2 separate regions of the Danio rerio genome follow, and region 1 is linked to region 2. Evidence: chromatin contacts called from public Hi-C data. All regions are on one chromosome and are shown on one strand. The core of a region is the stretch at or near the end of the contact, and the rest is flanking DNA. Distances in the headings are between cores, read along the strand shown.

The links. Hi-C and Micro-C count contacts between places; a contact is called where the count stands out from the background.
Region 1: a Hi-C map of an unstated tissue shows a contact between it and region 2, with 6 times the contacts expected there. The contact joins two enhancer-like sites. A contact is called at or near these places in 4 of 18 Hi-C or Micro-C datasets (caudal fin, embryo, hematopoietic stem cells and 1 more) and 1 of 4 datasets of contacts at active chromatin or transcription factors (caudal fin).

Annotation. Positions count from the first base shown.
Region 1 is chr7:33,374,104-33,380,998 of GRCz12tu, forward strand. It overlaps coro2ba (coronin, actin binding protein, 2Ba), which reads left to right. Exons shown (of 12, transcript XM_683629.8): 3 at 5,245-5,361. Among named protein-coding and RNA genes, the nearest start is that of anp32a, 25 kb to the right of the region's middle. Within about 2 kb of position 5,533, at least 6 of the 62 cell types and tissues checked have an H3K27ac peak or open chromatin away from gene starts, as enhancers often do.
Region 2 is chr7:33,216,140-33,222,399 of GRCz12tu, forward strand. It overlaps itga11a (integrin, alpha 11a), which reads right to left. Exons shown (of 30, transcript NM_001172627.1): 26 at 4,585-4,668; 27 at 3,382-3,492; 28 at 1,258-1,353; 29 at 467-580. Among named protein-coding and RNA genes, the nearest start is that of si:ch211-194p6.12, 12 kb to the left of the region's middle. Within about 2 kb of position 1,267, at least 3 of the 62 cell types and tissues checked have an H3K27ac peak or open chromatin away from gene starts, as enhancers often do.

The sequences.
Region 1 (6,895 bases), core at 4,283-6,782, 160 kb after region 2:
GCATTCTGGCATTGACAGCTCCCTGCAAAGTTTCCATGCTTACTGTAATAATGGGAAGTTCTCTCTCACCATCACTGAAAACTGTCTTAGAAATAACCGTGAAGCTATTTGATAAAAGTTCATTCATGCATTCATTTTCTTTTTGGGTTAGCCCCTTTGTTAATCTGGGGTTGCCACCGCGGAATCAACCGCCAACTTATCCAGCATATGTTTTATGGAAAGAATGGCCTTCCAGCTGCAACCCATCACTGGGAAATGTACGGAAGTTCAATACATTAATTTTAAGTCTTTATTTGGGAATTGTTCTTGCGCAGTGTAGTTTTTTTTATTTTGCTGTGGTACATAGCTCATTTCATTTTTGTAATGCTTTAAACAAGGCATTAATACAAAATGAATTGTATCTTACATGGACCGTTGCACGATAAATAATCAGAGATTCTCATAGTACATTTGAAATTCAGACACATGGCAGTGATACAATGGCGGCAGAGTTTTGGCTTTTCAAAAAGAATTCCTCATATGACAAAGAAGCTTCAGTTGTAGGATGGAAACTGCATTCAGAAACCACGATGAAATGGCCCAAGGAAAGAGAGAGAGAAAAAAAGAGTATGAATAGAAGACTGTGGTATTCGCGATGATGTCATCATTAACTGTTTAACCGTTTAAAAATGAAACCGATCTTTTCCTTGACCTGCTAAGCTGCTATTGACTGAAGCGTCTGTGAATAATAATGGGTTAGCTGGTGCTGTAATGCTTTGGGATGATTTCACGATTCTTAAAATAATGCAGAGCTCCCCTCGGAAAGACTCGAGCAGATACACACACGCACGCACATACGCACACATATAAAAGGGAGTTGGGCTGTCTGGCAACACTGATAGGAAACTGCCAACCAGTTTAAACTACTTTAGCATAGCCAAAAGTGCTTTTTACTAGACCCACACCCTTTTTTATAATGCCTCGCTTAGCATACAGTAAGCTCAAAGAACTGAAATGCCCTTTTTTTGAGAATTTTGTTCCTCAACCATGGAAAATTTTACGCTTGGTATTAGATAATTTTGAACAGACTTTAGAAAATAGGCCAGTCATGTCAGTTTTGTAATGAGTGTAAATCTAATGTAAATCTGTGGTGTCACTTGAAATCTACTACAAAATATTATTAAATGGACTCTACCAATCTTCATTCATTATTAATAATTGCATTGTTTTTGATTACTTTTCAAAATCCGAAACAGGTTTTCACCACCTAATTATATTCAAACATTTTAACTATAGAAATCAACACTGATTACAGTTCATTGTTTGGAAAAAACGTTTTTTATTTTGTTCAGTTTAATTTCTTTCTAAGGCAAAAAAAAAAAAAAACTATATATATATATATATATATATATATATATATATATATATATATATATATATATATATATATATATATATATATATATATATATATATATATATATATATATATATATATATATTAATTGTGATATACCAAACCCACTAAAATGTAATTCATTGTGATAGCAATTTAGCAGAAAATCTTGTCAGACATACAGTATAAGGATCAGAGGGTCTTTGAATAACAAATTTGTGGTTTAGTAAATTGCCGTATAATAAAAAGATGAAATGATCAAATATTTAAGAGCAATAAACTGCAGCACCTGAGTCTTTAGGGTATAATTTAAAGATATTACAGGCTGTTGAATGACAGGGATGTTTTTTATTTTAAAAGGGTGACTTTTTGATCAGGAAAGGGTGACTTCTTGATCATGTTATTCTAAATGAATTTTAGCAAACTAGAAAAACTTTAACAGACCACAGTAGACACTTCTGTTCAACTGTTCAAACTTTGTTTTGCAAACTGAAAGAAGGCTTAGGGCATTATTTCAACCATATTATTGCCATAGGTTATTTGAAACATTATAAGTTTGTTGGTATGAAAATATGAGTATTTTAAATGGATTTAATATGTATATACAGTATTTCTGAAAGAAATTAAATGGAATTAGAACAAATTTCTGCAAGACATTTCAGTTTGGGGGGATATGATGTGTTAATAATTATGCATTTATTAAATCATAAAAAATTAAAGCCTGTGGTCCCAAAGTGTACATTTAAAATTATGTAACTGTGTGAGCTAGGATTTTTACAATAAAAACTATCATAATAGCATCTTATTGTATCTGAACCTCAATATAGCTAGGAATTGATTTAACTGAAATGATTTCACAGACTACTCTTTGCATTGTCAATACTAATAATAGGTTGACTTATTTAGTCATTTAATAAAAAAGTGTCTCAGAAATGCCTTATAGTCTCTCTGTTTAGGATGTCAGATGTGTTTATTAAAAAAAAAAATTCTAGTGTGCTCTATGAGAGCTATATGCCAGTCTAGACTGTAGGCACATCCTCTGACATCATAATTAGTGTAATCACATGGCTGTAGTCGAGCATCATTGTGCTGCTCACAATAGGAGGAGTGGCTAAATGTATGATCTCCTTTTGTCTCAGACTAAAAACTCAGACAGCGACTACTCGGCCTGATCTGCAGCTAACACATCTGTGTCAACAACCGCCCGCCGCCAACACACTCCTACACATGAATCTGTAACGGTCTTACGTGCAAAATAACACCACACAGGAATCGAAATGAGAGATAATTAGAGAGAGGCAACTGGCAAACAGAGGGAAAATTAGGCACAAAAGCTATATGTATGAGATGCTTTTGCTTTTTATGCCTAATTTTCCCTCCGTTTATAGCAATATTTTACATATTCATTACCACAATAGATTGTATATATAATAATGAGTAATGAATATAGATAATATTGTTATTGTGTACTCTTCTAAACATTGAATTATTTTGTCTTTGAAATTTTTTTATTATTTTCAGAGCACTCTTTATACAAGTTGTTCAAAGTATAACCAGTCTAAAAATATTTTTTGGTATTAAACTTGTCTTTGTTTTGAAATATTTCCTGATATTTAACAAAACAAGGACATCTTCACAGTATTTCCTTTTTTTCTGTAGAAAGTATTATTCATTTTAGTTCGGTTGAAATAGTAGATTTCACTTTTTTATTTTAAGGTCATTATTATTAGCCGTTTCTAAATATATATATTTATATTATATATTTATATATTTATATATATATATATATATATATTTGAAACATCCTTTAAAAATGACGTTTTTATCAGGCTTCTGTGTGTGGGTTCAGTAATTTTAAGTTTATGGCAAAGAGTACACTCTTTTGGAGGTCTTTAAAATGAAATAACTCAACATAAACATAGGAGTCTCAGAAAATGCTACTTTTCAATGGAAATTTCAGATGGCACTTTTTTTGCATCTGTACTCTTCATATATAGTTTTGGATTTGTTTTGTTATTTGAAAACCATTAAACGGAAGTTTGCCTGTCTTTTCAGTCTCTTTTGTAATTTATTCAAATACCATGATAATGTTGTATACTGTGATAAAGAAAATCAGTAATTACAATGCCATGAAAATACAATGCCTAGTTTGAGCATTTGAGCATATAAAATCATCATCAAAAACAAATTTGCCTTATAATTTTTGCTAATTAGTTGTCATGATGGAAATTTGACGCATGTAAATACAATTAGATCATTAAATGTTTTACCTGTAGATACTGTAAAAATAAATAGTTCATATTACTTTATGCTAACTAACTATGCATTATGCTTTATGCATTTACTAATGTCAATGAGATCTTATTTATACAACAGTTCTGTCTGGTTCTCGAATCTGATTGGCTGATAGCCGTGATATATTTAAGTAATATCAGCACCCGTACAGCCTCTTTACCCTTTGTGTATTACTCCGCCCACATACAGCCAGCAACAAGCAGACACTACAGATCTAAAGTTTAAAAGATGCTTGCTCAGCTTGCTCAACTGTCAGCTTATGGTTTGAATCCAATGTGGAAGAAAGTAGTTCCTCATACAAAAGGGTTTTTGAGACTCTCCATGTTTGATTTTGTTTTTATAAACACAATTATGCCGTCAAACTGTTGTATAAACGCAATATCACACTTGTAGCAGTGCGATATGGCTGTATATCGGCACTGGTGGGGGGACTAAGGCACTAGGCCGCAACACACGCCTCCCACCAGTGCCGATATAAAGCCATATTGCACTGCTACTCGTGTGATATTGGTCATATATATATATATATTCGAGTCCTGATCAGGAGGTAATTTCTAATTCTGATCAGATCTGGACATCCCTAATAATAATAATAATAATAATAATAATAATATATCATTATATTTTATACTTCATGTGGTATTTTTAGTTCTAATATTTTTTATTTTTAATGGGGGTGAGGTACTTAATACCCAAAGTTACAGTTTGATTTTATAGCACACATTTTACTACAAAAAGCAAAGACAAGCAACATGTGAATCAAGTTTTATCTGTTTGCATAATAAGCACACATTCAAAGCTGCACATCCTAACCAAATCAGAAATCCTCACATGTAAGAAAACATTTGAACAACAAAAAGTAGCTACCAGTAGTAGTAGCAAAGGCTTTGACATTTTCTAATCGTTCATGTTGTTTTAGTAAGTTTTGATATCCTGTGGGAAATCAAGACACTTTCTTACCCATGAAAACTCTATTAAATGAACGCCCCTTAAGCGGTTGCTGTGCTAATTGAATTCAATAATCCAACACAGAAAAAATCACAGCCATAATTTTCATCATGCTAATCTAGGAGAAAAAGCACAGAAGGGCAGAGATAATGTGCATCATTGTTGTAATAAATGCAACCAATAAGCCAGATGCAGGCCGGTATGTGAGGTGCTTTTAGATTTTCTGGATCGTCTTCAACTGATGTCTTCATTCTTATATTACAGTGTTATCTCTATGCATTGAGCTATAGATGAAGAGCCTTTCTTAAGCAGCCCACTCATGCATGACCTGAACTACAAATCCCAAAGGACCTTAGAAAGAGGTCAATGGACTAAAGTGACATCAAACATTCATAGCATCATGTCTAATGTTCTGTCTACTATTGAATGGATGACTGTGGTTATGTAGCGCCATACTGTGGACAATTGTGTGTATTACAGTAGTATTTGTGGAATTTGTGGTATTTGTACTGTATTTGTGGAAGTTACATTGTTTGTTCTTACTGTACATCCATACATAGTTCTGTTTGTATACTTAGTCACAGTAAAAATAAATAAGATAACTATCTTGTACTTGTTTCCTGCAGTTTGGCCGTATCGACCCTCACTATCCAAAGGTATGTGGTCACCAAGGAAATGTGCTGGACATCAAATGGAATCCTTTCCACGACAACATAATCGCATCTTGTTCAGAGGACTCATCTGTGAGTATTTGCGAAGAGCAAAATCAAGACAATGCTCAAATGATTAATTTATTCATTCATTCAATCATTTTCTTTTCGGCTTAGTCTCTTTATTATTTTGGGGTTGCCATAGTGGAATGAACTTATCTAGCATATTTTTTATGCAGCGGATGCCCTTCCAGCTGCAACCCATCACCGGAAAATACCCATACACACTTACCCTACAGAGAATTTAGCTTAACCAATTCACCTATATCGCATGTCTTTTGACTTGTGGAGGAAACTGGAGCACCCAGAGAAAACCCACGCGATCACGGGGAAAACATACAAAGTCCACACAGAAATGAGAACTGACCCAGCCGGTGCTCGAACCAGCGACCATCTTGCTGGGAGGTGACCATGCTCCCCACTGAGCCACCGTTATGCCCTCCAATGATTCAATCTAATCTAAAATAAATTAAACATGTCTGAAACATTAGTTTGTAAAACAGACTCTTTAAAAATATCTCTTAAATAGAAAGTTCCACTACATTTCCTGCTACTGAAGCATTTTTTATCTCAATTCATGTTAATTTAACAAAATTTAAAAACATAAATTTACTTTATAATCATATTTATATTCCATTTTTTGTGTTTTTTTATAATTAATTTTTCAGTAAATGTAAACTATCCTGATGCACATGCTGAACAGAGCATAATGCAATGTTGTATTGTTATTTATTGACAAAAATTAATAGGATTAAATGGCTCTCTGGAGTACTTGTTTCTCAGTGGCCTGTCCAGTCATAATGTCACTATAGAGTCAGTATATGTTGCTTGATTGTATAACATTGTATTTGTCTTTTAAGAGTGCTAAAACTACTTGTGAAGTTTTACACCGTAAATAGAACAAACCTGATATGTTGTGGAGTAGTTAAATGTAATAGTTACGTAAGGTTGCATATAACAGTTTGTGCAACATTTAAAATGTTTAATAAATTGCACAAGAAAAACACACACTTATTTATTTTTTGAATTGCATTTGACTGCTTTAAAATTAAATGCGGGTGATGCTGTGAATTGGGTTTAGGCTAAGTTGTCTTTAGTGTGTTTGTGTGTGAATGAGTGTGTATGGATGTTTCCCAGGTATGGGTTGTGGCTGGAAAGGCATCTGCTGTGTAAAAACATGCTGGATAAGTTGGCGGTTCATTCATTAATAAAGGGACTAAGCCGACAAGAAAATGAGTGAAAATGAAATGCAAATGTTTTAGGACACGGAATAGGACAGATAAAAAATATATATATTTTCTATATGGCATTGTGTGTATGCTTTATTTTTTATATGAAATGTTTTTCCTCAATGCATTGTTAAAAATCTCTGTTTTCTTATATATTTGTGCAAAGACATGATTTTGAAAAGTCTTTGAAAAGGCTTTGTTGCTGCTGTAATTTAAAATATAATTTAAGGAGTGAAGGATTTTAAAGGTCTAGTAATCAGTGTTGTTATCAGTGAGTGAGTCCAGTAATCAGTGTTTTGTTCTACTGATTAAAATGTTTAAATATAATTAAGGGGTGA
Region 2 (6,260 bases), core at 17-2,516:
TCTGTGTGTCTATCATAAACCTAAGTATCCATTCCTGTATCCATCCACCCACCCATCCATCCACCCATCCATCCATCCATCCATCAATCCATCCATCCACCCATCCATCCATCCATCCATCCATCCACCCATCCATCCATCCACCCATCCATCCATCCATCCATCCATCCATCCATCTACTTGTCTGTCATCCATCCATCCATCCATCCATCCATCCATCCATCCATCCATCCATCCATTCATTCATTTACTGTACTTGTCTGTTTGTGTCTATCATAAACCTAACCATCTATCTATCTATCTATCTATCTATCTATCTATCTATCTATCTATCTATCTATCTATCTATCTATCTATCTATCTATCTATCTATCTATCTATCTATCTATCTATCTATCTATCTATCTATCTATCTATCTATCTATCTATCTATCTATCTATCTATCGATCGTTTACCTTTCATTACCTTCCAGAGTGCCAGAATGAGAAGAGAGAGGAGTAACAGGCCTCCAAGTGTGCTGCCTATGATAATCCAGATGGGAACACGGTAATCCTCCTCTTTCCTAATCTCTAGGATTATCTGAGAAAACACACAAGCAAAAGACAATATAACAAACTGTAAAGCTTTTTCAAAGACGTACCTTTGCACTTCATTGCAGTGATCATCAAATAGCTGCTTGCCGACCAATTGCTAGGTCTGACAGTATGATTTCCTCTGTATATTTTAATTTAAACAAGCCAGTTCTTACAGCAAAGCAAATGTCAGGAAATGTCTTATCAAATGTTTGATTTGTTGCAGCTGAGATCAGATTTGCTGACATTAATGTTTTTTTTTTTTATTCTGTCCTGCCAATAGATGGCAGCATCACACAGCAATAAAGAATAGTACAGAATTAAAGAGTGCTGCTGGTCCTTTCGGTCCCCTTGGCTCCATGTTCTTTTACTGTGGGGAAACAGCTCACAGCTGCAGCTCACCAATGCACAAACTGATGTATAAAGGGAAGGTTCCAGCATGTCTGAACCAGTGAATTTGAATTCAGTTAGCATAAAAGCATTTTAATCTCATGCTTGTTTATAATTGTTCTTCACTCTTTCACACAGATGAATGAAACGCTTTTGTTTTGCCAAGGATGAAAAAGACAAAAGCAGTGTCTCACATCGTCTTCTCAGTACAGTGGTAGATTTCTATTTGCTTAATCTTAACATGTTGTCTAGCAATGTTTCTGTGAATGCTGATGTGTGTAGAAGGTGACTCACATGTCTGACCGGCCTCTCTTCAGGCAGAAACATAGGGCTGGAAGGGTTCAGCTCCACTGAGGCTGTCGTCACCAGCTCAAGGGTTTTGAACTTCAGCTGCCCGTGACAAGAAAAACAGTTTTCAGTTTCTCTGACAGGCCATTACTTTGGTGAATGTAAAAAAGGTGGACAAGGACAAACACTTAAGGTGAGAGGCTAGAGGGGTGGTAAAAAGTATGTGTACTTTGACAGTTCACTTGAAAATGAAAATGTGCTGTTAATTTCCTCACACCAAGATTCAAATCATTTTAAAAGTACACTCCGTTATGCTCACCCGAGTTTGTTATTTGATTAGAAAAAAAACTAATGGAAACCCAATTATCAAATTAATTACATGATGTGTAACAGCAAAACAAATCATATTATGTGACTAAACTAACAAGCAAACAAAATTCAAATGTGTGTGTCATCTGTCTCAGAGATGCTTTTTTAAAATGGTTTCCCCATTACAGCTACTTATTTTATTTTAGTTCCAGGAGACCATGGAATATAGCCTTAGCATTACTGCCTAATGCCTACAGCCCCATTGATACCCTCTGCCACTGCATTGATGAAATTAACAGTTAGATGTGCCAAAACTTTCTTCAGTTAAACAAAGAGTCAAGGAAACTGAAGTCATTGCATGGGGAACAGAGATGAGGTTCTCAAGGTGCATGTATACCTTGGCTCTAGGGGTCAAACAACAAAAGTTAAGGTGAATCTTGGTGTTATTCTGGAGTCAGATCTGAGTTTAAGAAGTCATGTCAAAGCAGTCAGTAAATCAGCATACTGTCATCTCAAAAACATTGCAGGAATTAGATGCTTTGTTCCTAGTGAAGACTTAATAAAACTTGTTCATGCTTTTATCAGCAGCAGGGTGGATTACTGTAATGGCCTCCTCACTCCTCACAGGCCTTTCCAAAAAAACAGTTGCAGCTCATCCAGAACAATGCTGCCAGGATTCTGACCAGAACCAGAAAATCAGAGCACATCACACCTGTCCTCATGTCTTTACACTGGTTCTAAGTTACATTCAGAACAGATTTTAAAGTATTACTACTAGTCTATAAGTCACTTATTGGCCTAGGACCTCAATACATTACAGCTATGCTCACTGAATACAAACCTAACAGATCACTCAGATCATTAAGATCAAATAAATTAGATATTCAATTTCAGCTAAAGCAGGGTGAATCTACCTTCAGCTACTACACCCCCTGCTGCTGGAATCAGCTTCCAGAAATGATCGGATGTGCTTCAACATTAGGCACATTCAAATCAAAACTGAAAGCTCATCTGTTTAGCTGTGTCTTTACTGAATGAGCACTGTGCTATGTCCGGCAGATAGCACTATTATGTCTTTCTTTTCTTTTACATTCTTTTACAACCTGTTTTTACACATTTTTTATCTGTTTTGATCTGTTTTAATAATTTTTAATTTCTTGTGTCTTTTATTTGTGTTTATGTAAAGCACTTGGAGTTTCTATTGTGTATGAAATGTGCTACATAAATAAACTTGCCTTGCCTAAAAATGGCTCAGATTATTTGTGGTATCAGTTTATCATAAAAGTTAAATTCACTTTGAACGTGAGCATACATACAATACAAGTATTTCCTTATTTTCTTTTGCATTAGATACAAAATACTATATATTCAAGTAAAATCTGCAGTCTAATAATAATAATAATCTCAGTGCAAATGTAAGTTTTCTGAACAAACTGATCTTTTAACAAACTGATGTTCTTAGTCAAACTGATTTTAGGTATTTTGGTGTGGAACAATTTAATATTCAAATATTTTTCTAAATATATTTTCTGTGTCACTGTAAATTGAAAGCATCTGCTTTTTTTGTTTTTGAAAGACAAAGGGGAATGAAAACATAACTTTTAGCTGAACCAGATTTAGTAACCGTATCCCTGCATGAACCATTTAACATCTTCTCTCTAATTACTGCTCTAGTCAGAGTTTAGCGTTGGTTTATGAAGATCCTTCTCTTGAGCAAAGCCTTCATGCAGTGTGTGAACACTGTGCTCTGATGTCAAACTCTTCCCACACTGCACTACTTCATCTACATCAGACTGTTATTTCAGTGTCATAGCTGCTCACCGCATGCAGTGCATCAGTACGGAGGGATCCGCCGATCTTCACGCTGACGTCTCTGTAGGAAGGCAGATTGACGGTGCATTGCACTGGCACTGCCAGGGTGTTTGAGTAGTTCTGTGCATAGAAACAAGCAACATTTAGCTCTAAAACAAATTACCTTACTAATGAAACCCAGCTGCTTGTGGTGGGAATCTGACATAGATTACAAAATTCCTTACCTCAGACATATGAGTATCTTCAAAAACACAATAACATATTAAGAACGTAGAGGAACTACTAACCCCAAATATTCAGCTTTATTTATGGCACAAATTAATACACTAAAGTGGCTTTATTCAGGCAGTATAAACCAGCTATTTTGCAGAGAGGTGCTTTATGGTTGTGAATTAAATCAACAAGTCTAAAAGCCCCTAATCAGGCAAACCGTAAAGCCCCTTAAAGGGATAGTTTGGCTAAAAGAGGGAAGAAATCACTTTCGCGAACGCTCAATCTGCCCAGTTGGTGGAATGAACTCCTTAACTGCATCAGAACAGCAGAGTCACTCGCTACTTTCAAGAAACGACTAAAAACTCAACTATTCAGTCTCCACTTCACTTCCTAATCTGCAATTGCCTCTCTGGATATCACACAAACTGTACCCAAAAAAAAAAAATACTAATACTACTAATACTTTCCTTCTTAGACTTTACAGACCTGAAACTTGCCTATAGCACTTATTCATTGTTGCTCTTATAGTTGTGTAAATTGCTTCCTTGTCCTCATTTGTAAGTTGCTTTGGATAAAAGCGTCTGCTAAATGACTAAATGTAAATGTAAATGTAAAAATGAAAATTCTGTCTTCATTTACTCCCCCTTCACTTGTTCAAACCCTATTTGAGTTTATGTCTTCTGTTGAACACACAAAAAAAACACAAAGATATTTGGAAAAATGCTGGTCACTGGCACCCATTGACTTCAATACTACTTATTTCCTATATGGAATTCAATGGTTGCCAGCGACCAGCATTCTTTAAATATCCTTTTTTGTGTTGAGGAGAAATAAAAAAAAAATCATAAAATAAAATAAAAAACAGGAGGGTAAATGATGAGGTAATTAATCATTTTTGGTGAACTATACCTTTAACAGTACATACCTTCCTAAAGTGCTAGTCTAAAATGTGATGCACATTTTATCAGGCACTATACAGTTATCAGAGAGAGTCTTTACCAGGCGTGATGTTCGTGAGAGGTCTTCTGGAGAAGCCCGACTATGAGCCACATGCTGAGGGGGGATACACTGGCTTCCACCTATCTGATGGACAAAGGCACATAGAAGCTATTAATAATGAAAACACACAAATCTATTAAAACTCTAAACCAGGGGTGCCTAAACCTTTAGTTATGAAGGGTCAAAAACCAAACCCTGATTGAGGTAAATATCCAACTGTATTATAAACGATAATTTCCTGATTCACTTTAAAATAAAGAGAAAACAGTACTTTAATCACATTAACTAATGCATTATATGTTTTTACATTTTATATTGAACCTATTATAATAAAGGCAAAGAATTACGTTTATAAAACAAAAGAGTTTTCAATGCCAAGCTGCACCTGCCTTTGCCTTCATTCATACACAAAGGACTTCTGAACTGTACTCTGTTTAATGAGCATTTAAACTTTTTTAAATTCATTTAAACCATTTTTTTTTGAAACTTTTGTTTTTAGTAGCTTAACAATAAAACAAACCAATGAAAGGTTACGTTAATTCAGAAATTATAATGTGTATTAAAGGCATTAGACTCCAAAATTCTCCCTCTCTTCCCAGATGGCATGACCATGGGCCAAATTGAAGGTATTTGGGCCAGCTTTGGCCTACGGGCCCTAGTTTGGGCATCTCTGCTCAAAACACTATTAATATTATTTGTGTAGCTCAAATAATAGAGCATGGCATTGGCAACCGCAAAGCTATGGATTTTTATTCCAGGAAATCCATGAACTGGTAAAATATACACCTGACTGATACCCTGTCTTGTCTTGCCAAATGCATTTCTGTTATATATCTTCTTTTGGTTTTCAATTCATTCTTTGGTCCCTTTGTACACATGTCATGTATCATCATTTGTTGCCATAGTAACCGATGTTGAGCACCCGTTTCATGTTACAGTATGTTCCTTGTGTTTTTGTGTATTTATGTCAATAACGTTTTTTTTTTCTTTTTTTTTTTTGCAGTGATGACATAAAAGAACCCACTTAGACTTCTTAAGGAAACTTGACTTATTCAGATAATGGTATTAAATATATTAAATAAATAGACATCATTTTATTTTGTTAAAGAACATTTAAACTATTCTTGTAGATCACTGATTTATAAAAAAAATAATAAAATGACTAAACAATTAAAAATCACAAGAAGGTCACTGGTTCAAGCCTTGGCTGGGCCAGTTGGCATTTTTGTGTAGAGTTTGCATGTTCTCCTCGTGTTTGCGTGGGTTTCCTCCGGGTGCTTCGGTTTCCCCCACAAATCTAAAGACATGTGCTATAGGGGAATTGGGTAAGTTAAAATTGTCTGTAGTGTATGTGTGTGAATGAGTATATAAGGATGTTTCCCAGTTATAGGTTGCAGCTGTAAGGGCAACCGCTGCGTAAAACATATGCTGGATAAGTTGGCGGTTCATTCCGCTGTGGGTACCCCTGATTAATAAAGGGACCAAGCCAAATAAAAATGAATGAATGAATGAATGAATAAAACAAATTTGATGTCCTCATGCTGTATTGCATTATAGTCTGCAGAGATATTTCCAGCATACAGAGATTTTCTGTGAAATCTGTTCACTCAAATCTGCTGACTCTTTCAGATTTTGAATCTGGACTAAATCTTTGGGCTAAAGAATAAACATTTTGA